2 separate regions of the Zea mays genome follow, and region 1 is linked to region 2. Evidence: chromatin contacts called from public Hi-C data. All regions are on one chromosome and are shown on one strand. The core of a region is the stretch at or near the end of the contact, and the rest is flanking DNA. Distances in the headings are between cores, read along the strand shown.

Region 1 (4,771 bases), core at 715-3,214, 220 kb after region 2:
GCGTAGGGACAGCACAGACCATAACCATAAGCATCGTCCCGTGGCGTGAGGCGGGAGCAACAACAGCCGCTATGTAAGAAAACAAACGAGGAACTATCCAAATCGGAGGCGAGGCGAGGCGAGGCACCCGAAGAGGAGTGGTGGAAGGCGGCGGCGCGGTCGGAGCCAGAGAGCCGGCGGACGGCGACGAAGGAGCCGGCGCTCCCGTCCATCCCTCTGGTAGAACAGCGACCCAGCTGGCCAGCTCTGGCCTCCCCACTTAACTTTGTTGGTGCCTAACTTTGTTCCCCGCTCCCTCTCTCCCAGCCTCTACGCGCGGGGGCTCATGGTGTCGTGCAGCCGGAGCTCCAACCGCGGGGGCACAAGGCGGGCGGGCAGATCCCGAGAAGGCAGGAGAGGAACGGGTAGAGGAGGGGGGCTATTGCTCGGCTTCGCGGCGGCCTTGCCTCGCCACTTCCGTCCGTTGGTTAGTTGGTTCGTTGGCGCTGGCTCCGCTTCGTCGTTCTGGTTGGGCGGCGCAGCGCTGCTCAGGCCTCAGGACAATGCTGGTGTGTGCTGGACGGTGCAGTGCTCCTGCCGCTGCTGCTTTGGATAAATCAATCAATATAGGGAAATGCTTCCGGCTTTGCCTTTGCTTGCTCGGTTCGCTTTTCTTCTCTCCTTTTTATTTTTTCCCCCGAGGCCTTTTCTCTTTACTATATTTTAATTAAACTATACCCTCCCATTTTATTCCTTTAATTTGGGGGGGGGGCATATATTCTCTTTCGCCTGCCCTTAATTCCTCCAAATTCAATATTTACGGATTTAACGATATGTACTATAAAAATCCTAATATACTTTTTTACTTGTTTCTGGTAGAATTAAGGCGGTTTGCCTTAGCAAAACTAAAATTTTCATTTTTATTGGACGTTCCGGTAATCTAGGTTGTAGGAGTGGATCGGCATGTTTGGAGGAGTAGGTCAGCGTGTTTTCGTGTTAATGTAGGTCACTGAGGGAGGCATCACGGGTTCCAGCCTAGCTCCATGAAATTTAAAGCTGAAACTATCGAGTATATTAAAAAGAATCGGCTCTCAATAACCGTGTTATAACTTTGGACTGGGCACAAATATATATAATAACTACTTTTGTTTTGTTTTAGAACTATATAGACTTATACAGTACAAGTCTCGGCGCTACACATACTCCTGCTGCCGTCAAGTTCTTTTTTTTAGAGGCATGCAGGCGGCTCGATTTTATTTTCAGCACGCATGCATTGTCTAACCCAATTATGGAGAACATTTTCGTTGGTGGGTAATCTGTTTCTGTTGAACCACCCGAGAGCGTCATGAAAGATCAAGGGAAGCAGACTGTACTGTCGGATCGCTTGAGCTGTCATTTTCTGGAGTTGCCGATGGCTTTTCTTTCTTTTTTCTTCTCTTAGGGCATGTTCCAACGAATCTTAAGCAAATTGCTTGTCTAATTTATATACTCCAGCTTTATCAGCTAGAACGAATTTGGAGGAATTCTGGATAAACGAACAGGCCCGCTCTACCACGCACCGTTGAGGCAGCACGACGGTGTGGTCCAGCATGCGATGCAACTACCACTACCAGTTCAACACCCGTCCCTCAGTGGACCTGTAGGACCTAATCCCACCCACTTTGTTTTCTTCAAAAGGCAGCGAATTCGTCGTCACGCTAATCATTTGATGTGCGACAGTTGAGACTACGCTTAAAGCGCCCATCTCCTTTTTAAAAACTAGTACGGAGTATTTTTGCATTAATTCGTCGGCACATTTTTCATACTACACGCGAGCAGGTAGCGATCGAAAGACGAAGGCACGTAGTACACGCCCCAGCACGTACAGTGGTCAGAACTAACCACGTCTAAACCACCGAGATTATTGTCATTATGGAACACGACAGAGTTGGTTTCGACGAAATGGAGGCATAGGGAAGGGCTTCGACAATTTGAAGACGCAGAGGACGGCCAAGCGCTGATATGGACATAAAAATCCCATTAGTTGTTATGGACACTAATTAATCTCCCGCCGTGAGAATAAGTCTCCTCCGCTCGGCTGCCGTCTTCAGCGCCGTCATCCCCAGGGGGCCGCGGTGCCGGACTCGGACGGCGAGATGGCCGCGGACGGCGGCGAGCCAGGAGGTGGCGGGAGCACGAGCACGCGCGCTCCTCTCCCCGATCCCGATATGTGTGCCTGGCTGCTTGCAACCTCCGTGGGATGGAGGCGGCGCGGCAGCAGCAGGAGGAGTGCCCGTGCGGCGAGGCCGAGTCCGCCGACCAGTTCGAGCGGCTCCACGACGCAGTGTTGCTCGACGTCCTCAATCGCATCGGCGACGTCAAGGCGCTCGGCCGCTGCGCCCTCATCAAAACTCAGCTTGTTCCCATGGTTTGATTTGAGGATTGGATGGAAAGCAGAGTATGTGCTTCCTGAGATTCATGGGTAAGTCTGAATCAGCACTAACGCTACTTAAATAAATTACTTATAATTATTATAAGCATTCGAGCAAAGATCCTAGTTCCTGAGAACAATTTGAACTCACGAACACTATGATCGACATATTTGCTCTACACAGGGCTGTTGGCGCAGGAGAACCAGCCTTCAGTATGAACTATAGAAAGTTGCATGCATCGATAGATCGGGTCGAGGCTATAGTTACTCAGTCAGATCGGTATTGATCTCCCAGCGCGGAAAGGCAAGGGAGTTTCTTGATCAATAACAAACACGTTGAGTAGATCCCAGGGTTACAAGAAGCATTCTGAAGCTCCGTGCCTGATGTACAGCAAATAACAAACACGACCGTGTCCAGCTCCATGTGGCGGCGCGCGATGTCGGAGAGGAGGGCGCGGGCGCGCTGCGCGAGCTCGACGCCGTCGAGGAGCGCCGGGAGGTGGAGCAGGCGGCAGGAGGTGGCGGGCCATGGAGAGAGCGCGCGCCATCTGGGAGCTACCCGCTGCGGGGCCGGCCAGGGCGTTTCTCTTCGTCGCCCACGGCTGCCGCTGCCGCCCGGAGAACTTCTGGCCGCCGTCCCCGCGCTGCCCGGGGTGCGTCGGCCTGCCAGAGGACGTCGCCATCACGGACCGCGCGCTGCGGAGGCGGTTCGCCGTGCTGGCCGTTGCGAGCGCCGGGGAGTGCTAGTCGCCGGGGAAGGAGGTCGACGTCGCCAGGCGGGTGATCCGGTCCTGGGCCGCCAAGAACGGGCTCGAAGGCCTGCCGGTAGCCGCCCTCGGCGCTTCGTCCGCGGGTACTTCGTGTCCAGGCTGGCGGCCAAGATGAGCCTCGTCGCCGTCGTGATTATGATCGCCGAGGGCGCATTCGGCAGCTCAGCTGGCGCGCTTCCGGCGGCTTACCCGTCCGCACAGCGGCGTCCTTCATTCGGACGGGTATGGAGGAGAACGCGACGGGTATGGAGGAGACCTAGCCATGGAGAACTGACGGCGACGGCGCTGGGGACGGAACCTGGTTTCAACGAGACTAATACTGCTCTGAACCTGTTAATAGAATAGTCATGTCCATTTTAGAGTGTTGGCTATGCCCAGCTTTTCTATAACGGAGAAACCCCCGCCTGAGCCTCTATTTCGTCGAAACCGCACCCGTCCTGTTTCATAATGTCAAATCTCTCCTAAACCACCGGGATGCACCGCCGAGCAAAGCTCCCCAGCCGGGAAAAAGGCGTCTCGCTCGGCTCGGCTCGCCCTCGCCGCGTGTGGGGGATCACCGAATCACGGGCCGACACCGCCGCCCTGGGCTCCTGCTACCCCCACTTTCCACGGCAGCCGCTCCCATCGCGGGAGGCGGAAAACGATGGATCGGGCGGGGGGCGGGGGCGCCCACATGCGGTGAGCGCGGATCGGATGGTCGGTGTCGCGGCGCGGTACGCCTCGTGTGGCGAGAGCGAGGGCGCCCGCGCGGGAGGGCGCAGCCTTTGTGTGAGGTCGCCGCGACCGACCGGCGTGTCGGGCCGGTGCCTGGGGGGCATGGGACGGGACGGGATTGGGATGTGATGATGCGTACGTCTGCCCGGATCGGAGTGCCGGTGCGCCGGGGCTGGCAGGCAAGCTGCTGGAACGGCATGTTCGGGTCAGAGGGCCCCGTGCTTCGAGTAGTATGGGCTTTGTGTGCTTGGAGCGGCATATTTGGATGGATCGGAGGACTGTAGCCCGTAACGACAAGGAAATGTGGCTACTTTGAATCTTTACTACTATAAATCTTTTGCGCATAAAAAGTCTACTAGTTATTACATATGTGTCGCTGATTCTAGCGAAGCTGTCGTCGCTGCGTCGTGGTCACGACTCCAATAATTCTTACTTCACTGGCCACGGAACCGGGTAAACGTAAATCTCTACCGAACGGAGGAGCTTTGATTCGCAGGCCTAGGTTAGGTCACATATCGATGTTGACCACACCTACATCTCGATCGATATATACATTATTATTATTATATTTCGATAGAGTGCGCTCGCTCCGCAACGTGTGTTCCGAAAGATTCTCGCTACCGGCTGAGTCATCTAGGGCACAGACAGCATCGCACATGCAAGGCAGATGCGCCCGCCTAGGTGTGGCCGCAGTACGTGTGCAAGTGCAGCGCACCACGGCACCGGGTCACTGTTCTCCCCGAGGCGTGGCCGCGTGGGAAGCGGCGAAGCGCTTCCTTTTTTTCCCTCCTCCATGCATGCATGCCACCGACGTATCGGTTCGTGCTTAGCGATCAGAGAGAACCATTTCAAATCCCAGGCACCCTGGACTGGAGCTGGTGCAGTGGAGATACCACCG
Region 2 (4,787 bases), core at 2,056-4,555:
ACCTGGATTTTTGACAAATGATTCATGTGCAATCAGAATCTCTATCGAGGTTCGAGGCTCGGTGGCACTGGCACGAGAGTATTCAGCATGTATAAAAGATCCAATTACCTTTCCCGAGCCTGAGCAATTCGGGCATCTCTCTGTCTTTGGTGCGGATAAAGGCTGATCGCCATCACTGAATGTGGAAACAGGCTCTGTGAGCACAAGAGCGCCCGTACTTGAACAGCGGGCACATGCCAGGTATCCTACAAGACATATGAACATAGAACTGTCACACTGTCTGAACAAACAGTAAATTCAGCTCACATAAATAAGAAGGAAGTGTTGTATGCAAAAGTATATTTTGGTAGTCATACAGAATGCATGGCAAATATTGATATGGGGCCCAAGAGCTGTCAGCACTTCAAATTCATCACAACACTATTTTGACCCAGGTGTCAACATCTTATTATTACTGCACTAAAACTGAGCAAGCAACGAACTTCACAACATATATCAGACTTCAGTGTGAGCTTCAGGCCAACATAAATAATGTTTACACTGGTCTGTATAGCTGCGAAAACTGAATGGCATATGCCATCTTCTATAGAACCTAACTTCATGGTATACGAGCATGAAAAGGTTTTGGAGGAAAACGTACCGGTTCCTAAACAGTATTTGCACCGCTTAAGCTCCTGCTGCTTGACATTGTTTATCTCAACAACCATTAGGGCAGAGATAACTCCAACTGCTCCGCCTGAGAAAGATGCCACAATGGGATCTACCTGGCTGCAGTACAAGTAGACAAATGAAGAGAGCAGTCAGTAGCCATAGCAGATCAGTCTTGACTTCTCTAGCTAGATGATCCTTGATACATTAATGGACCATGGAAAAGTGGTAGTACCTCAACTGCATCGGCAGATGAACGCTGCGGATGAAGTCTTCATAAGACGTGCCCCCTACACCAAGTTTAAGTTCCAGCTGCATGACATCACATCCACTTGTTAAGCATTCAAAGCAATTTATATGGCAAAATAAACTATGATAGTCACCATTAGCGATACCAAAATTGAAAACTGTGACTTACGATTGGTGCAAGAAAACCACCAAACACCATTATCCCAGCTATGAGGGTGAAACATGTGGCATAGTAGACCTTTAGATTAGCTGCACTCTGTTCACATAAGGTAGAAGTTTATACCTTAGTAACAACTAGGCATCAAAGTGTCTGAGTGCTGAACGCCACACATACATACCAGAGGAGGCAAGAACGGAATAAATGATGGAAAATCAGGGAGTTCATGGTCACGCTCTTCATCTGAAATTCCGAGTTCCACATTTTTTATTCTTTGCTGTATTCTCAATCTTCGAATCTATGAACAAAGCACACGGAACTAAGGATATAAGACTTAGAAAGAGCATATGATGCATTTTCTGGCACCACTGCAACCAGAACCAACTATAACAGACAACTAAAACACTCAATCAGTTTAGAGAACGAAAGAAGCTGCACAAGGCATGCAAACATGATGGATATCTCGAGTTTTCTTTTTGTGAAAGATCTATCTCAAGTTTTCTGATAGTTCACATGGGCAGTCATCTAGTATCTGCATAACATGGATGCCCAGAACAGAGTATAACAATAGCACCCAGTTACACAAGGGAAAATTCATTCTAAGCTCGTGTCTTTTAGAAAATACCACAGAAAGAACCTGGCTGAGTAAAATACCATTGAAAGATCCAAACACTGCAGATTTAGCAATCTGTTATTCTGTTTAATTTTGGACTGGCTGCCGTTAAGTTGGACCAAAATGCCCCAGACCATCTAAACACAGAACAGAACCAGCCTTCAAAACCCAGATGATAGCTGCTATATTTAAGCACATATGCACCAATCCTGCTTCGGGGGCTATGCTCCTTGTCTCGCTGCTGAAATCTTGGCTTGGGTGCGATAAGCACAGGTGGTGCCTGGTGCTTGGATGGGAACATAGCAGGGTTGCCGTCCAGGTGTGGAACAGGGGCGAGCGTCGGCCTGGGGCAGAGAGGAGCAAAGGGGAGGTTGTGCAGCACGTGAGCATAATAGCCACATCAATTTGGAGACAGAACCTATAGGGTGTGGTTTAGCCTTGTTATGGCAATCTGGCCAATCTAGCACATGGGAATTTTCTGTCATTTCATGTATGTGTCTACTGTCTAGAGAAAATAAGCAAGGAGAATGTCCTCAAAACCAATCAATTCTAACGAAGAAATAAAATTCCACAATGTTTGTTTTTCGGCAGTTGGAATCAGGCGCTTTTGGTGATATTTTCCAAAAATGCAATCTTTCAGTGCTATAGAACAAAATTTCCCAACACAATCACGCTAAGCTTTAGTGTCTAATTCAAATTAAGTAATACACTAATACTTATGTTTTAGACAAGGGTGTGACCATTTCAGTAACCATGGATGGCAGCATGTTGTTTAATGTTATCTATTTTGACAAGCAATTTCATACATGTCAATCTTACAAAATTAATATTTAACGAAATAAGTAGCAGTATGCGACATAAGAAAACAAATTTAACAAACCTCCTCCATATGCAAGAAAATCTTGTTTCGGCGGCTCCTAATATTATCCTGAATCTCCTGCAAGTCTAGCTTTGCAAAATCTTGGACCGTCTCAGGCCCTTCAATGATGCAAAACCTGCAAAAAGCCAAGCAGGGGCCAATGTTAGCTCCGTCGAGCACAAACCAAGCCTGAATACTATCGATAAATGCAAAAGGGTACAAACAAATATTCATGGAAACTTCAAGGTCAATAGTTTGTCAGCCAGATCCAACATATTAACCTACTTTTCAAAAAGAGATCCAGCATGTCCATGTATTCTTGATGGATTGGGAAACTATGTCCGAACGAGATTCGTCGCACGGGCAATCACAAACCGACTCACTATTCACACGCAGGTAGACCAGCGGAACAACATGTTTCGCTCACGTCTTACAGTTCACCAGCAGAGCTAAAATTACCAGCTTCCTATTCCTATAGAATTTTTTACCCAGGTGACGCGGCGGTCTGGTCGTCCCCGGCCCCAAACGGCGGATTAGGCGGCGAAGACGACGACGATGGGAGGTCAGGGGAGCCGCCGGACGCCGCAGCGGAGGCCACGACGCGCCACCTCCGCGCGAGCGCTGGTGGGCGCAGGTGGTAGGCGTCGGCCCTCGGCAGCCGGAGCCGACCGGGCAAGACCCCGTTGCAGGCCAGCATGCGGCCGGAGCAGAGCATCGCCGGCGACGCTCCCAGCTAGATACTCTCTTGTAAGGGGCCGGTATGCATGCCCTGGGTTAGTACCACCTCGCCTAGCCAAGGGGGCCGTGTTGCACTTATAAGGGCGGGCCTCCCTCCTCTCTCAGCCTAGGTTTTGAGAGCGAGGTGCCTGTCTGAATAGGCTGCGCGCGAGCGCATGAACGCCCGACGCTGGTGATGGTGGGCTTTGGCGGACTGGCCCAGTGGGTGCGTTACAAATGGTATCGGAGCCCACATTGCCGCTGCTGCCTGGGAGAGCTTTGGGCCTCTTAGGGGGGTGGGATGTAAGGGGCCGGTATGCATGCCCTGGGTTAGTACCACCTCGCCTAGCCAAGGGGGCCGTGTTGCACTTATAAGGGCGGGCCTCCCTCCTCTCTCAGCCTAGGTTTTGAGAGCGAGGTGCCTGTCTGAATAGGCTGCGCGCGAGCGCATGAACGCCCGACGCTGGTGATGGTGGGCTTTGGCGGACTGGCCCAGTGGGTGCGTTACATCTCTCCTTTTTCTTCTTTTTGCCTGTGGATAGGCGAGTCGACTCCTCGACGGCGACGGATCAGACGGGAGACGGTTTGGATAATAGGTTGGATTTATCGAAGAGGGAGCAGGCGTGTTTGTGAGTTCTGAATTCCTGATCGATGGAGCACGGGAGCAGAGCGTGGAAGATGAGCGTGCCTGAAGCAAGGAGCCAAGGAGTAGTGGAGCTCGTATTTTAGAGCCCTGTTTTTTTTTTCTCCAGCAAAAATGGGATTGCGACAGGAGAAGATAAAAAATATCGGAGATTAGTGGATTCTGAATTTCTGATGACGAGGCACTTGGAGTGCCGGGCTGTTTTTTTATGCAGATGTAATTCTAACGTACACCTGTTTATCCTACATGTTTATAAATTACCATATGGAGTGCTTCTTTGTTGGAAATAAACATCTAAAAAATAGCAATATAACCGCTCTATTCAGCGTGGGAGCCTGTGCCCTCCCTCCTTTCAACGTGGGTACACTCCTTTACACAATTATATAATCAAACGATCTACTACATAACCTCTTTAATATAAAACCTAGTTTCAATTTCACATTTAATCATTTCCACCTAAAAATAGTAGTAACCGTCGGATTTATATTTAATACACCAAATTTGTACGATTACACCAACATAATTAATTGCCATGTAACTTAGATCGTGTTTATCTAAAGACCACCGAGACTATCCGCGCGTCGCAATTCGTTTATACCCCCGCTGGACAGTGGCAGGCCCAAAATTTAGAGGGTAGGTATTCAAATTTTTTTATAAGATGGTTTTTTGGAAGATTAAAACATGTCTATCGATATATATATATATATATATATATATAATTAATTATATATATATAACCTATAATTAAACACACACGCTATGGTCATAACTGATTCAATAACTAGTCTACTAAACTCAAATTTTATTAAACTATTTCAAAAGTTTTAAATCGAAATGCATTTGTTTGTTGTTGTTCGGTTACTGGCTGGCTGCTTGTTCTCTTTGGCATTTTCCAATCGCT

The links. Hi-C and Micro-C count contacts between places; a contact is called where the count stands out from the background.
Region 1: a contact with region 2 is called in a Hi-C map of tassel, with 2.0 times the contacts expected there. The contact joins the promoter of LOC103627492 here to the promoter of LOC100275801 in region 2. A contact is called at or near these places in 3 of 25 Hi-C or Micro-C datasets (bundle sheath, ear and tassel).

What each region holds. Positions count from the first base shown.
Region 1 is chr5:195,070,145-195,074,915 of Zm-B73-REFERENCE-NAM-5.0, forward strand. It overlaps LOC103627492, which reads left to right and starts at 1,965. Exons shown (of 2, transcript XM_008647783.3): 1 at 1,965-2,440; 2 at 2,574-2,925. The coding sequence starts at 2,115. The coding sequence ends at 2,676. It overlaps LOC100274345, which reads right to left and starts at 501. Exons shown (of 9, transcript NM_001148705.1): 1 at 128-501. The coding sequence starts at 212.
Region 2 is chr5:194,845,018-194,849,804 of Zm-B73-REFERENCE-NAM-5.0, forward strand. LOC100275801 reads right to left here and starts at 3,306. Exons shown (of 8, transcript NM_001357051.1): 1 at 3,015-3,306; 2 at 2,548-2,662; 3 at 1,236-1,352; 4 at 1,067-1,153; 5 at 884-960; 6 at 641-768; 7 at 109-245; 8 at 1-2. The coding sequence starts at 3,241.